2 separate regions of the Mus musculus genome follow, and region 1 is linked to region 2. A link is a contact called in public promoter capture Hi-C data. All regions are on one chromosome and are shown on one strand. The core of a region is the stretch at or near the end of the contact, and the rest is flanking DNA. Distances in the headings are between cores, read along the strand shown.

Region 1 (6,297 bases), core at 2,765-5,264, 510 kb after region 2:
TCTCATGGAGGCATTTTCTTAAACTGAGGACCCTTCCTCTCTGATGAAGCTAGCTTGTCTCAAGTTGACATAAAACCAGCCAGCATAGCCATCTCTGTTGTCCTCCCGTCTTTGAGGCAGTGTCTCACTCTATAGCTCAGGCTGGCTGGAATTCACTATGTAGCCCATGCTAGCCTTAAGGTGGAACTCGTCCTGCCCCAATACTCTGATCTTTAGATTACAGGTGCAAGCCACCACATGCAGCTGAGAAGTCATACTTTATTTCTTTGTCTTTCTTTGCCAGCAGAGCTTGGTTTCACAGAATTTTGAAGGAGAAGAATTTGTTCTGGAAGGGAGTGCTAGAACTTTGGGAAACAGAAAGCAGTTACTGCAAAATGTCACCTTAACCTCTTGTGTGATCACCTCTTCTATAGTCCAAGCTGCTGAAGAAGGCCTTTTACAGTTCACTCCTGGCAGAGGTAATTAAACCCTCTTTTTCTTCTTTTCCTTCAAAGGTCTGGCTTTGTGTGAAAAGTTCTGTAGTCTTGAGTAGGGTAACTCTGAGGCTCTTCCCCTCACTGTCTGCCCAGTGCCAGTTCGATTCTCCTCCAGTTCTCAGAGGAGAAAGCCGTTCAAAAGGAGAATCTGTGTCTGTACTGAACAGGTAGACATCTTAAAATTAAATTAGTATTATTATTTACTCTGGATGTGCCATGATGTGGAGTTCAGAGGACAACTGAGTCAGTTTTCTCCTTCTACTATGGATTCTCAGTGTCAGGGTCCTTATTTTAGAGGACTGTCAGACTCCATTAAGGAACAGGGAGTCCAAAGCTTTCTGTGATGGGGACTGTTGGGCCCAGCAGCGTGGTGCTACCTCAAGGATCTCATGGTAGTGTGGGAGATAGATGGATCATGAGTACTTTCTTTAAAATTGCTCAGCGTGTGCTGGGCCGGATGGCACAAGCTTTTAATCCAAGTACTCTGAAGGCAGAGGTAGGACGACCTCTGTGAGTTCAAGGCGAGCTGGTCTGTGTAGTGAATTCCAGGACAACCAGGGCTGTGTAGAGAGACCCTGTCTCAAAATAAATAGGTAAGTAAATAAATAGAATAAAAAAAAAGAAAGAAAAGAATTTCTCAGAGGATGAAATTGTGACTTCCGAGTTGATGTGAAAGTCTTCGCGTGCCTTTGAGCTGGGTCTCGTGGGGCTAGGACAGACTTTGCCAAGAAGGAAGAAATGGCTGAGCTGGAAGAGGTCTCTGCTGCTCTTCCTTCCTTCTTTCCTCCCTCCCTGCCTGCCTCCCTCTCTTCTCTTCCCCCACCCCCTGCATGTGAAAGTTGGAGGACAATTTTGTGGAGTCTATTCTCTCCTTCCACATTATTTAGGGGTTCCAGAGATCTATCCCAGCTTACCATGCTGGCACAGAAAGCACCATCCTTGTCTTCAGCCATCTTGCAGGGCATACCCTTCCCACCTCCACATAGCCTCAGGTATCCCAAGCCTTGAACTTGAGGATGACGTTGAATGCTGACTTTTCTGTCCCCACCTCTCAAATTGCTGGTATTATAGATGTGCATTACTAGCTCTGGGTTATTTGGTGATAGAGATTGTACCCAGGGCCTCATCCACCCACGCTAAGCCAGCACTCTACTAACAGAGCTGCATCTCCATCTCTCTACTGTTCCTTTATTCACTGTATGATTGTTAAGATGGAGACAAGTATCAAGTTTGGTATTGCTGCTGGGGTCAGATGCTAATGATAATGGAGTGATTTCCAGGAAGGAGACTCAAGTTGTTAGACAAAGTCTGTTGGGTCAACGTGTACTGTTGGGTAGAGAGCAGCATCATGGGTAAAAGGATGAGGGTTTACAGTTCGGTGGGCAGGACACACAAGAGAAACCACAGTGGCTCCTGGGGACATTAGGGTGGTTCTGGGTGTGAAGGCAAAGCCAGGCACTTGTGCTGCTCAGCTCCCCGAGTCTTTTAGAAACTTGTGCTGTGCTCTGGGCACCAGATGGAGGGAGGGTTGGCTTGGGTGGAGTTCGATTGCACTGTTCCTGCTTGGTGGCTGTGGCTGTGGTTTGTTAAATGAGAGCAGTGCCTCTCCTGGAGTTTAGGAACTTAGATCCTACACACCACCAGGAGACATAGGCTTGGGTTCAGCCTCTGCCTCCCTTGCTTGGGTTGCTCTGAACTAAAAACCCCAGGCCTTCCCTGTCATGGAGGTGGTCATGTCAGTTACAGAAACAGCCCTCCAGAGGGGTCTTGCTTACCTGGGGCCCTGAAACAGGGCCCTCAGTCATGTCTTGTGCCTGCTCCCTATTTTGCCTTTACCTTCTTGCTACCCAACTACCATCCTAATGAGCCTTGCTTGCTCTGTCTTCCTCCCCAAGGCCCTGGCCTTTCTGGTAATTCTATCTTAGAGCCTTTATAGTGGTTGGGTCCCTAAAGACCCGGATGAGTAAGGGAATCCTGCCCCTGTGAGTTGGACACTCAGCTACAGCAAGGAATGTGTAGCTTCTGCTCTGAAAACAGCTTCATTCTGGTTTGACCAGAGTACCAGAGGTAAAAGTCACAAAGTGGAGATCACATTTGTAGGTTGGCCCGACTGTGGAGTCCGACAGGCCATGTTCATATTCTTGTATTCCTGATTGTTAGTTTGGAAAGCCACATAGCTGGGTGTGGTGGTGTGTACCTGTAATCCTAGCCCTTGGGAGGTAGCAGCCGAGGCAGGGGCAGGGACGGGGCAGAGAGACCATTGTGAATTGGAGGCCACCCTGGTCTACATAATAGTGAGTTCCATGTAAGCCAGGGCTACCCAGTGAGGCCCTACCTCAGAAAAGAACCAAAGAAAGACTTCTCATGTGAAAAACAGGCATAGCATCTGCCTTCCAGGGTAGTTAAGGATAGAGTTAGTGAAAATATGGCTGGCCGGCCTTGGACACTCCTTATTCTGACCCCCAGAGTGAGCAGCCTTGTGGTCTGGCCCCAGCTCTTCGTGTGTCTGTCTCTTCTGGGCCCAGGAGGCCCACTTCTTCATGAAGAAGAACTACGTGCCAGGAGCTGAGCTCATGGGTGGGGTGGCTGCAGGGGCCACCCATCAGCCAGTTTTCCTCCCTTTCCTGGGAGCTGCTCCAGGGACAAGGGGCAGGACATCTGCTTTTCATTGTGTGACTGTCTCTAATTCTTCTGACATCTGAACTTCTTTTTTGAAGGAGGATACACTTAAGTGATTGTGACCAAGCTTGTTGCTGAGGGGAAAAAATTTAAACAAATGGGGATTAGAATCAGGCAGAGCTGGGGTGCAAGTCTCCACTGTGCAGTTATCCTGTGTGTTAGATGCTAGGTCTCTATCCCTGACTTCAACTGTGCTCTGCCTGGTAGGGCTCATTTAGAACTAAAGAGTGATGGTTAATGCCCTGTCTACTCCATATTGTAGAACCAGAAGTGAAAATGTTCCCTAAACCATAGAATATGAATCCGATATTCTCCTTTGTGTGGACACCCATGCAGGGAACAGCAGAGTCCCTGCCAGCTTAAGGGAAGGGTCAAAATAGTCCATGTTAACTTCTGAGGCCACAGAGCAGTGGCTTATTTAGTTATTTGTTTGTCTATATAGACGCGATTCTTACTCTGTACTTGAGGATGGCCTGAGCCTCCCTGCCTCAGCCTTCTGAGTTCTGGACCACACTACACAGCCAGCGGCCCATGGTAAAGATGCAGGCTGATAACCTTGAAGCATGGAAGGGGATTGGAAAACAAAGGGTGGTCTGGTTGGTGTGGTTTGGGATGATAATATATAATAATGACTAACACATGCTGCGTGGTATCTAGGGATTTCCCATGCAGTAAGTAATTGGCCATTACAGCACTGGAGAGGGTACTACCAGTCTTCGGTCTTTCAGAGTGAGGATCCTGGGAGGTCTAGTGACAGACCGGCTGAGAAGCACAGATTCCAAGAAAGAAGGTGGGGTTTCCTCATTCCTCAGGCTGCTTCTCTGAGGCTTGGACACAGCTGCCTCCCATGTGACTCCCAGGAAGCCTTGAAACAGAGGTGGACTCAGAAGCTGGCTTGTGTGTGGTGCAGCCTCAGAGCCCTAACAGCACTAAAGGGTCTGAAGGTCTGGTCCCGTGTGTGCCAGGCCTCTGAGCTAGGCAGCTCTCCTGAGGCTGACTGCACAGTGTTCTGAGAATTGCCCTGGTGAGGCGCAGGATGTCTGCTGAGTGTTAGAGCGGCTGGGTTGTTTTGCACTGGCCCCTTCCCTGGCATGGACGTCCCTGTGGAGGCTGGGGCTGGGGCTGGGGCTGGCCATGTGGGGAGGTGGTAGAGCAATAGCCATGGTGGTTATAGATAGGAACCAGGGCTGACATCACTTTTGTCAAACACAGTGAAGCCCTTGCCAGGGGTCCACTGAAAAGTTGGTCAGGACATGGGTCTATTCCTCTGCAAGTTTGAAAGCAGAGGAACTGCCCCCACAGGCCAAGCAGCCAGTTTCTGCAGCACATTTTCAAGTTCCAACTCTGTTGGGAACCTGGAGGCAGAGATGGGGGCAGGAAGAGGTGGCTTTACCCAAGTGACAGTGCCCCACCCAAGGTCCCGACCCTTTCTGGGTAGAACAACAAATATGTTGAGAGCAGACAGCAAATATGTTGGAATTTGTACTACCACAGGGACAGGGTGGGAAAGGGCTTGGGAAAGTAGCACACGTTTTAGTCATGAGGCATCTGTGGTGTGATATCTGCATGATCTATGTTAGAGATAAAGATGAAATGGCCAGGACTGGGGAGGCTCAGGACAGACAGGCTGGATCAGGATGAAGTCAGCCCAAAGGTATGTGGGGCCCACACCTCACTCAGTGGGTGCAGAGGAGGGGCCTGGACAAGCCCGGAGGAAGGAAAACTTGGCCCTCTTCTTTCTTGCTTTTAAGATTAAATACTTGGTTTCTGACTGGAAGGCCGGGGGTTCAGAAGTTCCAGTCCCTGGGGATCTGCATGGGGCAGGGAGTGCTAGGCTGTACTGGAAGGTCAGCAGAACCACAGATCCTTAGCCCAAGGTAAATACTCTTGGGTTTGCAGTGAGAGGTGTACAGCTGCACTGGTTTGTAAACACTTCTGAAAATGCCCTTTGACTTTGATACACTGGGGTGGCCTGGCTATTGTGTTGGGAAGAGGGGGGCCCTGGGAAAGGTTGGAGGTAAGAGGAGTTAGGAAGAACAACAAACAGACCCTTTGTAGGAGGGGAAGTGACCTGGGCAGGAAGGGGGTGGGCAAGCCCTTTCCTGTGAGCAGCACAGGGTGAACCTAGTCTCACCTGCTCTTCTCACCCTAGCCAAACTCTGGGTGGGGCCTGTGCTTTGGCACAGCCCATAGTTCCCTGTCCAGTCTTCTGCCTAGGGCCCATGTCATGGCCCAGTGTTGCTCAGGTTTAGGTCACGGTCCAGAAATGCTCAGGAGCTGGCATGTCTATTGGCAATAGTCTACTTGGCACACAGCCAGCAAGTATCCCTGGGCTGTGGTCTTCAGTCACGAATCTCTCCCAACCATCTGAGGAACCTGACCAGTGGAGAAAGTATCACACCACGGGCACAGGATTCTATACACGTCTGTCACCCTAGAAAAGAAAGGTGGTGAAAATAGATAGCCCCATTGTAAGGAAAGATGGGCATAGTTGAATGAGGACAGAATATTATATGACAGTTTACTGACATGGAAAGGTAGAGAATATTGACTAAGAGAGTTTCATGGGGCTGGAAAGATGGCTCAGTGGTTAAGAGCACAGGCTTCTCTTGCAGAAAATCTGGGTTCAGTTTCCAGGGCCCCTCCAAAATGGTGTAACTAAAATTCTTTTCTGACTCATGTGGGCAGCAGGCACATGTGATGTGAATACATACACACTTGCAAACCATTCAAACACATACAAGTTTTAAAAAGTTACACACACACACACACACACACACACACACACTTTAGCATGTCTGGTCTCATTTTGGGAGAACTGTAGGATAAGTGTGTAGGTCGATGCTGAGGACCCTTCCCTATTACTTTCCATCTTGATTTTTGAGGCAGGGTCTCTCATTGAACACAGAGATTGACATTTTGGCTAGACTGGTTGCCAGAGGCCCTTGGGACCTTTTTTGTTTCTGCTTCCCAGGTTTGGCATTACATGTCTGTAACACAACCCATGGATTTTTTTTACACAGGTGCCGGAGAGATAAGAACTCAGGACTTCTTGCTTGAACATCAAGCTTTTCCCCTCTGAGCCATTTTTCAAGCAGCTACTTTGTTGCAGGTCATTTTTCTCTTAAAAATACTTAATGAA
Region 2 (6,751 bases), core at 3,871-6,370:
ACTGTAGGATGGGTCTGTGGAGGGGAGAGGAGTTGGGTTTTATTGTTTGTTTGGTTTGGTTGGTTTTTTTTTTTTTTTTTTTTTTTGCTTTGGATATTTTTTTCTTCAATTTTTTATTATCAGGAGTGACTGAAATAAAAAAATATAATTGAGTCCCATCATTATTGTCATTATAGAAATGGCTTTAGGAGAAAACTGGTCAGATAAATATTATTGCTTCCCACTTTTCAACTGGTAAGTAGTTGCCATTGATAAAACAGACAAGCCCAGAGAATCTGTCCAGAATGTTCAAGATAAGGTATACTATACAACATGCCTGTTCTCAGGGAGAACACCTAGGACATATTATGTGTACTTCTTGATCTCATCGTACAAGACAAGCACAAAGGCATGCCTCTGAGAACGTTGTACCATGCGCCCTTGAAGAAAGCCTTGCTTCCTTCATCTCGAGCGATCTTCCGCTAGCAGTCAAGTGTGCCTGTGTACATGATATCAGTTCCTTTGTGTCCAAACTGCATCATCATACAACGGTATTCTTGTAGTGTCATAGATACCAAAGTAGGCAGCTTGGTAGATGATAATGCCCTGTACTGACACATTAAAGCTTGGTTCATCAGGCCCTTAATCCCATCGGATTTGTAGATCTTAACCAGGCAGTCACCAAGGCCTTTGAATTCCCTTTCAGCTCCAGCTTTACCCACATCAACTGCTAGACCGGTACAGGCAAAATCAAGAGGGTACACAAAGCACAAGGATGTAGCCCCAGTGGCACCACCTGATGCCAGGTTCCCTGCAAAGTAGCACCAAAACTGGGTCCTCTTGTCCACACCACCCAGAAAGATCTGCTTGTATTTATCTTTGAAGGCAAAGTTGAGAGCCTGGGTGGGGAAGTATCTGATGACATTGGCCAGGTTCCCACACCAGAAGGACAGTCTCCCTGTTCCTTGGGGATATGAACCACGCAGTCTATAATGTTCTTGTATTGCTTATCTGCTGTGATTTGCTTGCTGGCATGATGCACCTGCTGCAGCAGCTTGACCCTCTCGATGATGGGTGCTACCGCTGTCTTGGAGATGGCCGAGGCCACTCCACAAGCCAAGAAGTCCTTAATGAAGGACACAGTGGCATCTGTCATGTTGAAAGCAAAAAAAAAAAAAGAGAGAGAGAGAGAGAGAGGTAGGCGAGTTCGGGACAGGACTGGGTTGACAACCAGCTTTGACTCCCGGACTCTCGAGGAGTTGGGTTTTAAGGACAGAGAACATCCTTTTACCCAAGTCCAGCAAGAAGATACCCCACACACAAACTACTTTTGTTTTTGGAGCTGCTCCAGGATAAGGGCTGAATTTGAGGTTCTCAAATTAGTTAGTGTTCAATCCCAGGGCTGAGAGGCACCTTCTCAGTCACTATAGAAATGCAGCTCCTGGACCTTGAGAGGTTAGCCTAACCATCCTCACCTATGAACATTCTAAGCGGCCATGCAGGGGATGCACAGGCTAAGTCCCTGCCTTAAACCTCTGAGTGGATGTGGAACAGGTAGGCGGCAGCTACGGGGAGCCAGTCTGCCCATAAAATAAACGTAAGAGGCGAGAGACTCAGATGCTGAACTAAGTAAACCTGGGTACCACTGAGCCTGACTCAGTCAACCCCTCATACCCTGATTCTTCATAGGATGCAGGCTTCTGACACTCTCTGACTTCCACTCCTCCAGGACAGAAAAGCCTAGGGGCTCACCAGATCCTCTGAGACTGTCACAGAGACATCCTGGCCCTGAGGCCAAGGCCACCACATTAGATAGAAACAGAGGTTCTACCCAAACGAATTCGTTCGTTTCTCCTCTTGTTACCCACAACCACCCTATGCTCAACTACTCTCCCCAGCCAACTCTACCTACTGAACTCACTCTATCCAGTCATCAAAGCCTGGTGATGCTGCCACCTCCTCTAGACAGCCCATTTCGATCTAGTCCTGCAGTCTGGTCATCTTAGACATTGACCTCCCTGTGCTGTAATGATTTCTGAAATGCTGTCCACTCAGAGAAGCACATGGGAGGTAAGGACAGCCATAGCATGGGAACTCAGATATACATACAAGCTCATGAGAACATGGCTGGAGAGAGAACTAAGTGAATCCAAGTTTACTTAGTTCAGCATCTGAGTCTCTCACTCTCATGGTTATTTTGCCAGGCTGGCTGCCCATAGCTGCGGCCTACCTGATCTGTACCCACTCAGAGGTTTACGGCAGAGACTTAGCATTTGCATCCCCTGTATGGTCACACATCTGACCACAGACAGCTGGTGGGATCCCTACTTCTCCTTGTTCAGATTCCCTTTTCGGGAGTTCCCCTGCCTCAGGGAATTTAGATTTAGAAAGGTGACAATGAGGCTGGAGATCCAGCCAGTGTTCCTTTGTGTTGATCCTCAATCCCCCCCCCACCCCCCCAGATGAGATGAGGACGACAGACAAGTCACACACCCCTGATGAGACCTGACAGGCAACAGAGGAACCTGAGCTCAGCTTCAGCTTAAAGGAGACTGAACGAATTTAGACAGAAATGAGAAAAAAAGAAGAAAAAGAAAGGAAGAAAACCTATTTCCATGTCCCAAATTAAAAATACATTGAATGTGTAAGATTTCTTAAGTACATAATTTCTTTAAAAAAAAAAAAGTCAATTTGAACACATTAAATTTAGGATCACAGCAGAGGCATCCCGGGACAGAAGACAACAAGAACAAGCGTGAGTAAAAAAGGTGATGGAGGAGCTCCTTTTGGCTACCATCTCTCTCTCCCGCTTTAGCTGGAGCACCAACTCTATTATATACTTGATGTAGAGATGTTGTGTACTCAATATACTATTAAATAAGAGGTTTCTGGTGCTTTGCTTTTTTTTTTTTTTTTTTTTTTCAAAGCCACTTTAACTAATGAAGAGAAGAGGCCCAGGGAAAGGTGATTTTACTGAAGGTCATACAAGTCCATCATGCGACAACCTTCAATAGCCTTGATCCAGGGATCAGGAACCCATGCACATCCGCTGGGGGCCGGGGGCGCTGCCCGGATACAGCGGCCCCTCACTGAGCTGTTGGGCTATGTATACTCTGGCTCAACCCCAGAAGCCTCAGGGAAATCACCAGGCGCCTTTAAACAACATCCCACTGGGACAGGAACAGACGGACAGCCCAGGCCAATTAGGAACTAGAAAAGAACATCTCTGTGAGGGTGAACACCCAGAACAGGGGGTTAGCTGCAGCAGCCCAGCTTGCTGCAAGCCTCCCAGTCAAAACCTTCCTAAAACAACCCTTTGGCGGCCTTGGAGTATAATTTAATCTTCCTTTGATGACTCCAGATTTCACCCTGCCTCAGGTCACTCGGAGAACATCAATAATTGCTGAGTCCAGGTGGTAAGCGAAGAGGAGGGGCTGGAACAGGGTTTGTCATCTGACCTTGCTTTGTGGTAGAGGGAAGAGCTGGCAGGCACTTCAGCAGGAGGATCCCAGGCCTAACTTGGAGGCTGGATGCCACCTTTAAGAAAAGGGCCCAGGAGACAGGAAACCTCAACCAGACAAAACAGAGAACCCCAAGTGGGCCATCTCTGATCCTGCCCACCCCACCCCACCCCACCTCCCCTGCATTGCAGGTGGAATGGGGCATCTCCGGGGGGGGGGGTCCCAGAAATGGTAATAGTCAGCTAAAAGCAAGCCAGTTGTGACTTAAAAGGCAGTGCAGGTTAAGCAACTTTGCTAAGAAAGAAGCAGACTTCATAGAAAACTCTGGTTCACACCAGAAGCACAAGTGAATGCTGGTGATCCTAGCAACTGAGAGGAGTCTAAAGCTTGAGGACTGCTGTGAGGCTTAAAGGCCAGGCTGAACTATATAGCGAGATCCTGACTCAAACACTCAAAGAGGAGAGGAGAGGGAAGAAGCAGAAGAGAGGGAGGGGAGAGGAAGGGAGGAAGGAAGAGGCGGAGGAAGGGGAGAGGGAGAGTGTGTGTGTCTGTGTGTGTGTGTGTCTGTGTGTGTGTGTCTGTGTGTGTGTGTGTGTGTGTGTGTCTGTGTGTGTGTCTGTGTGTGTGTGTGTCTGTGTGTGTGTGTGTCTGTGTGTGTGTGTGTCTGTGTGTGTGTGTCTGTGTGTGTGTGTCTGTGTGTGTGTCTGTGTGTGTCTGTGTATGTGTGTTTAGATGCTTAAGGGCAGAAATGGACTTGAAGCCACACCCCTGACCTACTTCCTGCTGGGGACCCTAAGCTAGTTACTTAACTTCTCCGTTTCCTAACTGACAGTCCTATCAGTAGGGCCTGCCATAAGTGTGTCAACCAAGTTTCCAGCTGACTGGTAGACCCTGTCTTAGACATGTCTGTAGGAGAAAAGTAACCACAAACCACAAGACTCCCTGCCCAAGCTGGCTCTTGGGTGAAACTGAATGTACTTAATTCAGTTTGTGTTGGCTTGTTAGAATTTCTGTTTTATACAAGAAATGCACATTATTAGGTAATTAAACCGTACTCATAGAAATAAGCAAAGCCATTGGGACTGCAGAGAGAAGCCAAAGAGCAGCCGGTGGCATAAGTCCACAGGTAGATGGGAGATGGTCACTTGTGTTTGAGACTCAGACAGGGATGGCCCTGGTGTTTCCAGGAGCCCAAGGCACGGTACCTCTGAGACCATAAGGACCAGTGCTTGGGCCTTTCTGTCTGAGTGTGTTCTAACATTCTCCATGAATCTACTCAGGAGCCGGGTATGAAAGATGATCCATTGCAGGAATGCTGCCTCCCATGTGCAGGAGCACCTCTCTTGCTGGTTGTTCTCCACTCCAGGTCCTCTGAACATCAGCTCAGAGGCACTCTGGACACGCAGACCTGAGTCCTTTTCCAGATTCTCGCTTAGGAAACATGCCCTGAGCCACTAAGCCCTTTGTCCAGCAAGCAGCCTCTAGGCTCAGCCACACTCCACTCCCCAGCCCCCTCTCCACCCTATCAACAGCCTTGGCTGAGGCAGCCCTTTCAGGAGAGCTGGGCTTGGTGGGTGCACAGCATTCCCCCTGCCGGATGTTAATCTTCCAAAGAAAGTCAAACATTAGCCCAGGAAACAGCTTATGCCTTATATAAGGCACCCCAGGGGAGACACAAACAGCTTGTTAGAGCTGAGCTGTCCTACTACAGCAGCTGCTGGACCCTAGGACAGAGCACGGGCAACTGCTGCATCCAGCTCCAGCCCAACTGAATCCAGCTCCAACCACCAGGTGAGACGGGATTGAAGACCCCCAAGTCTAGCACCCAAGAACACCCCAAAGCCAGGCTTCCTCACTGTAACGCTGTAATTGGTCAAACCCCTAAAGCCTTCAGGGACCTACTTGGATTCTTCTGATACTCCAGCACAGGGGACTCACCCCAGGGAACAGCAAGGAGGCTTGGAGCTTGAGCAGATCCTTCTTAGCCCACATGAAGCAATCGGAAATGTGTATTATCCTCTCTCTCACCCTCACCCACACCCCGCCTGGGCAACCAACATCCAAATCTGGACCTTTGGTCCCTACTATGTGGCCCTGTGCCTACACATCTACGACCTATAAGCACAGGGCCACATGCCTGCATTCACATGACCTTCAAGAGTGCAGTTTAGATGTGCACATAGCACTGCATCCACACTGGTATCCCATATCCCTCTCTGCAACTGTGTACATCTTTATGCATCCACACACCAGAACCCCAAATCTTTACACATGTAACTAGGTACATCTTCATGCATGTGATTCTATGATGCTCCACAGGCCTACATACAATTCACACACACATACACACACCTCTTCTTGGCCTGATGCCTTGCCTACAGTTTTGGTTCATCTTGCCTGGTGCCATGACCTTCTCCGAGATTCTGGACCGTGTTGGAAGCATGGGCCCCTTCCAGTACCTGCATGTGACCTTGCTGGCCCTCCCAATCCTCGGAATAGCCAACCACAACTTGCTACAGATCTTCACAGCCACCACCCCTGACCACCACTGTCGCCCGCCCCCCAACGCCTCTCTAGAGCCCTGGGTACTCCCCTTGGGCCCAAACGGGAAGCCTGAGAAGTGTCTCCGCTTCGTGCATCTGCCAAACGCCAGTCTTCCCAATGACACCCAGGGGGCCACCGAGCCATGCTTGGATGGCTGGATCTACAACAGCACCAGAGACACCATTGTGACAGAGGTATGTCTGGCACCCTCTCTCCTTCCACCTCACCTTAGGTACTTCCATATACCGTGCAGCACTTGTGGATAGAAAAAACACAGGGGCCTAGATTTCCTGGGATTGAAAGAATGGGAACTGGGCAAAGAGGAAGGATCCCAGTGCTAATGCACAAGAACTGAGTGGTTTGATTCGTTCATGCCCAAGCATTCCTTCAACAATCTATAGCGTGGTATTGAGCTCCAGTGATGCTGAGCTGTACAGTCTCTCCTCCTAGTAGGGTGTTATACAGCCTTGTGGAATAACTTGTTACCTCATGCTGTGCAGTGACCTTGGGCTGCAATCTTCCACCCTTGGACTGGTTATAGGGACAAGAAAAGAGTAGCTTGAGATGAAATCACTTCAAAGAAGCATCCCTGGAGCTGAGATTAGAACAGCAGGCAAGGGGTTAACTAGACTAGAAGAGGAGCATTCCATCCTGTGCAAAGCTTTGCGGGGCTGGGGGAGGGGTGGTGCAGGGAGGCTGGGTAGCAGAGGGATTTCACATTGCAAAGGTTGGAAGGCTCCTGGGTGGATCCAGAGGGTGTCAGTCAC

The links. Promoter capture Hi-C pulls out the DNA fragments that hold promoters and counts their contacts.
Region 1: a contact with region 2 is called in a promoter capture Hi-C map of cranial neural crest. A contact is called at or near these places in 2 of 39 promoter capture datasets (cranial neural crest and second pharyngeal arch cranial neural crest) and 7 of 484 Hi-C or Micro-C datasets (the C2C12 cell line, CD4 T cells, CD8 T cells and 3 more).

What each region holds. Positions count from the first base shown.
Region 1 is chr19:9,102,262-9,108,558 of GRCm38.p6, forward strand. Gm41805 (a long non-coding RNA gene) reads left to right here. Exons shown (of 3, transcript XR_877715.2): 3 at 287-450. Among named protein-coding and RNA genes, the nearest start is that of Gm41805, 5.6 kb to the left of the region's middle.
Region 2 is chr19:8,588,062-8,594,812 of GRCm38.p6, forward strand. Slc22a8 (solute carrier family 22 (organic anion transporter), member 8) reads left to right here and starts at 5,121. Exons shown (of 11, transcript NM_001164635.1): 1 at 5,121-5,231; 2 at 5,822-6,178. The coding sequence starts at 5,846. It also overlaps the pseudogene Gm6425.